2 separate regions of the Mus musculus genome follow, and region 1 is linked to region 2. The links are chromatin contacts, called in public HiChIP or PLAC-seq maps. All regions are on one chromosome and are shown on one strand. Each heading gives the region's core, a stretch centred on a gene start, on an enhancer-like site or on the middle of the called end of the contact. The rest is flanking DNA. Distances are from core to core; before and after follow the strand shown. Region 1 overlaps Synpo2 (synaptopodin 2). Region 2 overlaps Bcar3 (breast cancer anti-estrogen resistance 3).

Region 1 (3,266 bases), core at 752-3,251, 570 kb after region 2:
TATTTAAATATATAGCAAATATTTTTTTTCGAGGTGATTTAAATATAGTCTAGCTTGATGTTGGAGGATGAGGAAACCTCTCATTTGCTTTTGTTCTTGTGTCTTCTATCCACCTCTTCACAATACTCTCAAGTGAAAATTTTGGAAATGCAACTGTTACAATCTTTTATCAAGAAAATGCAGAAGAGCCGGGTGGTGGTGGCACACGCCTGTAATCCCAGCACTTGGGAGGCAGGGGCAGGTGGATTTCTGAGTTCGAGGCTAGCCTGGTCTACAGAGTGAGTTCCAGGACAGCCAGGGCTACACAGAGAAACCCTGTCTGGAAAAACAAAAACAAAAACAAAAACAAAAGAAAGGAAAGAAAATGGGGAAGTCCTTACAAGTTTACATTATTATTCTGCTTGCAACAGACAAATGACCTAACTGATAGGCAGTTTATGTATCTCTATCTTTTGGACTGTGTCTATCTATGTGTGTGTCTATCTGTTTTATCAGAAATGAAGCCAAGGAACCGAACATTTTAAGACAGTTTGACGAATGTAATAAATAAACATCAAAATGGTTCCTGCTTCGAGGTTCACGCCTGAGTTCCTGTCCTGACTTCCCCTGGTGAAAGACTGTAAGCTGTGAGATGAAATTAACCCTTGCCTCTCCCAAGTTGCTTTTGAACATGGTGTTTTATCGCAGCAATGGAAAACAAACTAAAACAAGCACCAAAACAATAGACTTCTACGCTTTATCTCACGTTTAAAGACGATCCTTTGGGAGAGAGGCCAAGGGCTGTAAGAGCCAGCAGGCTGGAGGAATGGGAATTCAGACTCCACACAGGTATGGGCTTGTGGTGTCCGGTTTCTCACTAGGGCTCAACTGTTCTTGAAATTGTAAAGTAGGAATAATGCTGTCTGCCATTTCAAGATTCTGGGTAGAAGAGTTTCTAAACTGAATGCCACACAGCACAACGAATCATGACCATTTTTATTATTGTGTGATGAGACTGTGTGGCTCAAAGGTGTCAGAGATCTGGCAGAACCTTTTGTTCAAGAGGCAACTGCATGGGCGGGCTGCCGACCCTAGACAAAAATAGAAGCAGGCCTTGACTTTGAAGTGGGGTGAGCGATGCAGGCCTCGGAGAGTGCCAAGGCAGCCCTGCCTCCCCGTGCTCCCAGAACATAGGCAGCTGTGCTGGCCAGAAACACCACCCCTGACCTCATCTCTCTGCTGGATCAGAGTGGGCCAGAATACAGAAGAGTAGTTGGTTTCTGATGTTCTATTTTAAAAAAGATAAAATATAAAAACAGTAGCTCTCAGCGTAAGTTCAGAGAGAGCCATGCTATGGAGAAATCTGTGTGTATTCTTCTTTGATCTCTTCATTTTAGAGATGCAGACTGACTGTGAGCTGACAGACTGACTGTGTGCTGGTCGGAATGCTGAGCACTAGGTGTCTGTTGCCTCCGGTCATCCTTCCCAAAGTCTGTAAATCCCCTCCCTGCAAATAAGCATGGGAACTACTAAAGGCATTTACCCCATGCCACCAAGTCTGCATTGCATGCATTTGCATAAAGGAATTGAAGGCATAGGCAATAAAATTTAATTTGAATAATCTATTTTAAGGCACGACAGCAGTTACTATAGCAATTTTTACCAACTTCTGAAAAGAACCCAGTGAATAAATTATAGCTTATTAAAATACTTCTATTACTATAAGCTGCATTCTATTGAAATAGCTGAAAGTGCCATCTTAAAGGCTTATAATGTGTAGCATTATTTAATTACATTTTAATAAGAGTCTAGATTGGATAAAGCTGCCCTGGGAAGAGCATCAGAAGTGCAGAAGGAGCTCGCAGCAGCCTACACTGCTCCTTACATGCACTGGAGCTGCAAGACCGGAAGAAGCCACAGTGCATGTTGGAGTTCTGCCAGAACAAACAAGAAAGCTCACAGTCTCCCTTACTCCCAAGCCGGGAGTAGGACTACCGGGAAACCAGAAGGCTGCAGAGAGAGGCCGGTGCCTGCCACCCACCCCTCCTGCATGCACAGGGCCTGTAAGAGGCGGAGGGATCTGGGAAAGTGGTCTTTGAACTTTGCAGCGGGGCCCGCAGTTTACGGCATACGACGTTCTTGTACTTTTTTATTTTCTGCTACTTACTTTCTACTCTTCTATGTATGTCTCCCGATGGCTTTGCCTTTGTCTTTAGAGTGCTCAGTTAGGTTTTGGGAGCTGTTGCTTATGCCTCCCCCCCCCCCCCTTCATCTTTTCCTCTAAACCCATGGTCATCTCTCCCACCTCGCCTCACCCCGCCACTTTACCCACCTCACCCTGTTTTCTACTCAGTGTTAATTTAATATTTCTCCTCCCCTACTCTGCTTCCCTCCTAACCCTGACCGTATTTTCTAGTTTTAGGTTATGTAAACAGTTTCTTATATATTTTTTCTTGGTTACAGCTCCCCTCCCCCACTCCTCCCCCACTCTCCCCACCTCTCTGCCCATCGCCCTCCATGGTTGTTCACGAGCTCTCTCTCTTTAAAGAACAAGTATGTTAACTAAACTCCAAGTACACTCCATGCTATCCTTGCCTGTTTATCCTCCAAAAGTTATTGAAGCCGAAGGAGTCACTGTTGGGAATTGGCTAATAAAATATTTGAATAGTGTTAGTATTCAGCCACTGTGGTTGGTCTTGCAGTTAATATTCTACTTGGGGAATGGTACGGAGCTTACACCAGGCATCTGGAGCTCCGGGAGTGAGGAATTATTTTCTCAACTACAGCACATTGAGCTCTAACACATTCAAGTCTGTGTGAAAATTGCAAATACTTCAAATGAAGGAAAATAGTTGGTCAAAACTAAACCAACCCTAAAAAAACAAAAAACCAAAACAAGACATTAGATGCATACATCCCAACATAGCAACATTTAAAAAACAAACAAACAAACAAACAAACAAAAAAAAAACAAAAAAAATCAGAACTCTTCCAAATAGAGTTAGCCTTCAGTAACGGCACCTAGTTGGAGTGAGTTAGATGAACTCCCACATAGAACCTGAAGTAATGACCGTACACATGATCAAGGTCACAAAGAGATGAATGAAATAAGGAGGTGATACATAGTATAAACAGGAAAGCCAACAAAGAAATTACAGAGAAACACCAATTCAGAGTACTAGACATTACAAAAACAAGACAAAAAAAAAAACCCACAAAAAACAAACAAACAAAAACCTGTACTGGCTGGGTTTGTGTGTCAACTTGACACAGCTGGAGTTATCACA
Region 2 (3,186 bases), core at 402-2,901:
CTGCTGATGCCACTGGTGACCTTAATGGAACGCCAGGCTGTCACTTTTGAAGGGACCGACATGTGGGAAAACAATGACGAGAGCTGTGAAATTCTGCTGAATCACTTGGCAACAGCCAGGTTCATGGCTGAGGCTTCTGAGAGCTACAGGATGAATGCTGAGAGGATCCTGGCAGGTAGGGACTTGTTCCTGCAATCTTCTCTGCACAGGGATTAGGAAGAAGAAAAGAAAGGGGATGGATGCCCTCGGTCAGAAAAATGACCACCAGAAAGGATTAAGATGTAGACACTACATTTCCTACGCCATTGCTCATTTGATAATGTGTAAGAGCATACAAAGAAATGGGTTTCACTGTGGCGTGCGTGCACGAGTGTGTGCAGCTAGAGGTCAACTTCAGATCTCTTTCTTCAGGCACCATACATCCCTTTGAGTCAGCATCTCTCACTGGAACTTACCTTGGAGGCTAGGCTGGCTGGCCAACAAGTCCCAGGGACCCTTCTACCTGTCTGTCCATCCAGTGTGGGGATTAGAGGTACAACCATCTATGCCTCGCTTTAAAAATACTGTATTTTTCAAGCTGAGCAGTGATGGCACACACCTTTAATCTCAGTACTTGGGAGGCAGAAGCAGTTGGATCTCTGTGAGTTTGAGGACAGCCTAGTCTACAGAGTGAATTTCAAGGCAGCCAAGAAAAACTCTTGTCTTGAGAAATAGAAAATTTAAATATATACATAACATACATACATATATGTGTGTGTGTGTGTATGTTTTTATGTAGGCGTGTATACAACATGAGCGAAAGGGAGGCCAGAGGGATCACACTGTTGAGCTAGCTGTAGGCAGCTGTAGCCACCTGACATAGGTCCTAGCAGCCAAACTCAGGTCCCACAACTGCGAGCCACCTCTCAGGCAACCAAGACCAGCTTAAAAAAATCAGTTATTGAGAATGTCGTACATGAGTACTGTATTTATGTAATTTCTACCATACACACTTACTTTCACCTCCTGTGTCTCCCTATGTAGATCACTTTAATTATTGTTACATATATATACACATAAACATGTATCTGCAAATATGACCTACTGAGTCAATTTAGTGTTGTTCATATGTGTGTATGTCAAGGGATGACCAACCAGGATTGGGTCTCTAGAGGAGACGGACTCTTCTCTTAGCAGCCATTAATTTCTATAGCACTTCATCTAGGGGTGGGGCCTTATAAGACTTGCTCCGTCCTCTCTGGAATGTCAGCCGGTGTTGCCACTGTACGGGTCTTGTTTAGGTGACCATATTTCTGAGATTTCATGGGTTCAACTTTCTATCATACGCAGTACCTCAGAGCATGTATCTTGGTCCTCTGGCTCTCGTCTCTCCACACCCACTTTCTTCCTTGATGTACCCTGAGCCTTAGGTGTAGAGATTGGATTGTAGATGTACCAGCTGGTGGGAGACAGGAGCCCACAATAAACTGTTCTCTGCATTCTGACCATCGGGGACTTTCGTTGATGGTCATTATCTGCCGCAAAAAGCGGCTGCTTTGGTAAGTGGCAAGAGCTGCAGCTATCTGTGGGTGTAAGGGTAGATCCTTAGAGTGCAGTCAGGAGTTACAGCTGTAGAAGAGTGGTGGTAGAAGGCTCTCCCGTGACCTCATCAACCACAGGTATTTGACTAGGTTTACAGTACTAGGCACAAATTCCCTCCTATGAGTGTGCCTTTGATCCAAGTAGATGGCTGTTGGTTACCCCCAAGATAGAAGTGCCACTCCGGCACCATGAGAAATACCTTGCTATGATAGTCATAGTTGTGGCTCACAGGCTTTAAAGCTGAGCAGGACTTGCTACCCTGTAGAGCATCTACCGATGCTAGGAGAGCAAGTCCTCATAGAGGAGGCTTCTAGGTCAATTCCAGCTCCATTCATCCAGCAACGGGGTCTTACCTTCAAGATCTGGGAGTCTCTTGAACCCCTTTGACCAAGATTGCAAGAGAGGGTTCCTCTGCCTGGCATTGACGTTTCTCTTAGATTGATTATGACTATGGCTCTTGGGAGGGGAATATTATCACCCCAAGTGGCACAACTTGATTTAAATTAAATATGTGTGTGTGTGTGTATACACATATACATACACACACACTCTAATATAAGTAAATACAAATATGTTTATAGTTTTTTCAGTCATCCTTGGTGTGTGTGTGTGGGGGGGTTGGTTTTGGTTTTTTTTTTGTTTGTTTGTTTGTTTTAAAGCTGGTAGCAGTGGAGGGAGAGGGGGCAAAGCATCCCCCTTCATAGCCCCTGTGTCCTTTTGTTCCTCTCTAGAGCTCCCCACATGACCCACCATGGTCCCTTGTCAGGAGGCATTCTTTCTGGATCTGGTTTACCCTCCTCAGAAAAGTATCTTCTAGTTCTATCCAGCTTCCTACAAAATTCATTTTCTCACTTTCTTCACAGCTGAATAGTATTCCATGGTGTAGATGTACCACATTTTCCTTATGCATCCATCAGCCCAAGGACACTTAGGTCTATTCCCACTTCCTAGCTACTGTGCAGAGCACACTGAACATGACGGCACATGTATCTGTGTAGTACCATGTCAAGTCCTTGGGGCGTATGCCAAGGAGTGGCATAGGTGGGTCATATGCTGTGTGAGCATTAATCACACTAATCTTAAAGTGGCTGCTCCAGTTTACAGTTCCACCAACAGTGAAGGTGGTTCCCCTTTCCCACATCCTTGCCAGCATCTGTTTTCTTGATCTTAGCCACTCTGACTAGGGTAATGGGGTAAGATGAAATCTTAAAGTAGTTTTAATTTGCATTTTCCTAACTGCTAAGGATGGTGAATACCTTTAAAGGTGTTTCTTAGCTATTTTTGTCTCTTTTGAGAACTCAATAGCACATTTTTAAAGTTGGGCCATTTGTCTTGGCTGTTTTTTGAGTTCTTCTAGGTATTAATCCTCTGTCAGCAGCTTTTTTGTTTTGATGTCCCAGTTGTCAACTGTGTACGTGCAGCCCTTTAATGTGTATTCTGGAGATTGAAGTCAGGCCTCTGTGCTCACAAAGCAAACACTGACTGAGCTGTCTTCTCCAACCTGGAATTCTCCTATGTCTAGGACATTCTCACTATTCCAATTCATCCCCAGACTATGTCCTGAAATTCCAGATGATCTCAGGGTCCTGTATCTCCTGTTTTCTA

Evidence for each region. HiChIP or PLAC-seq counts read pairs in DNA pulled down with a chosen protein or histone mark.
Region 1: a FOXA1 HiChIP or PLAC-seq map of pancreatic cancer cells shows a contact between it and region 2. The contact joins two enhancer-like sites.

What each region holds. Positions count from the first base shown.
Region 1 is chr3:123,091,535-123,094,800 of GRCm38.p6, forward strand. All of the region lies in intron 4 of Synpo2 (synaptopodin 2), which reads right to left. Among named protein-coding and RNA genes, the nearest start is that of Myoz2, 58 kb to the left of the region's middle. Within about 2 kb of position 2,002, at least 68 of the 459 cell types and tissues checked have an H3K27ac peak or open chromatin away from gene starts, as enhancers often do. A contact at or near this core is called in pancreatic cancer cells, where this site is marked.
Region 2 is chr3:122,525,325-122,528,510 of GRCm38.p6, forward strand. It overlaps Bcar3 (breast cancer anti-estrogen resistance 3), which reads left to right. Exons shown (of 12, transcript NM_013867.3): 11 at 1-175. Among named protein-coding and RNA genes, the nearest start is that of Mir7657, 15 kb to the right of the region's middle. Within about 2 kb of position 1,652, at least 11 of the 459 cell types and tissues checked have an H3K27ac peak or open chromatin away from gene starts, as enhancers often do. A contact at or near this core is called in pancreatic cancer cells, where this site is marked.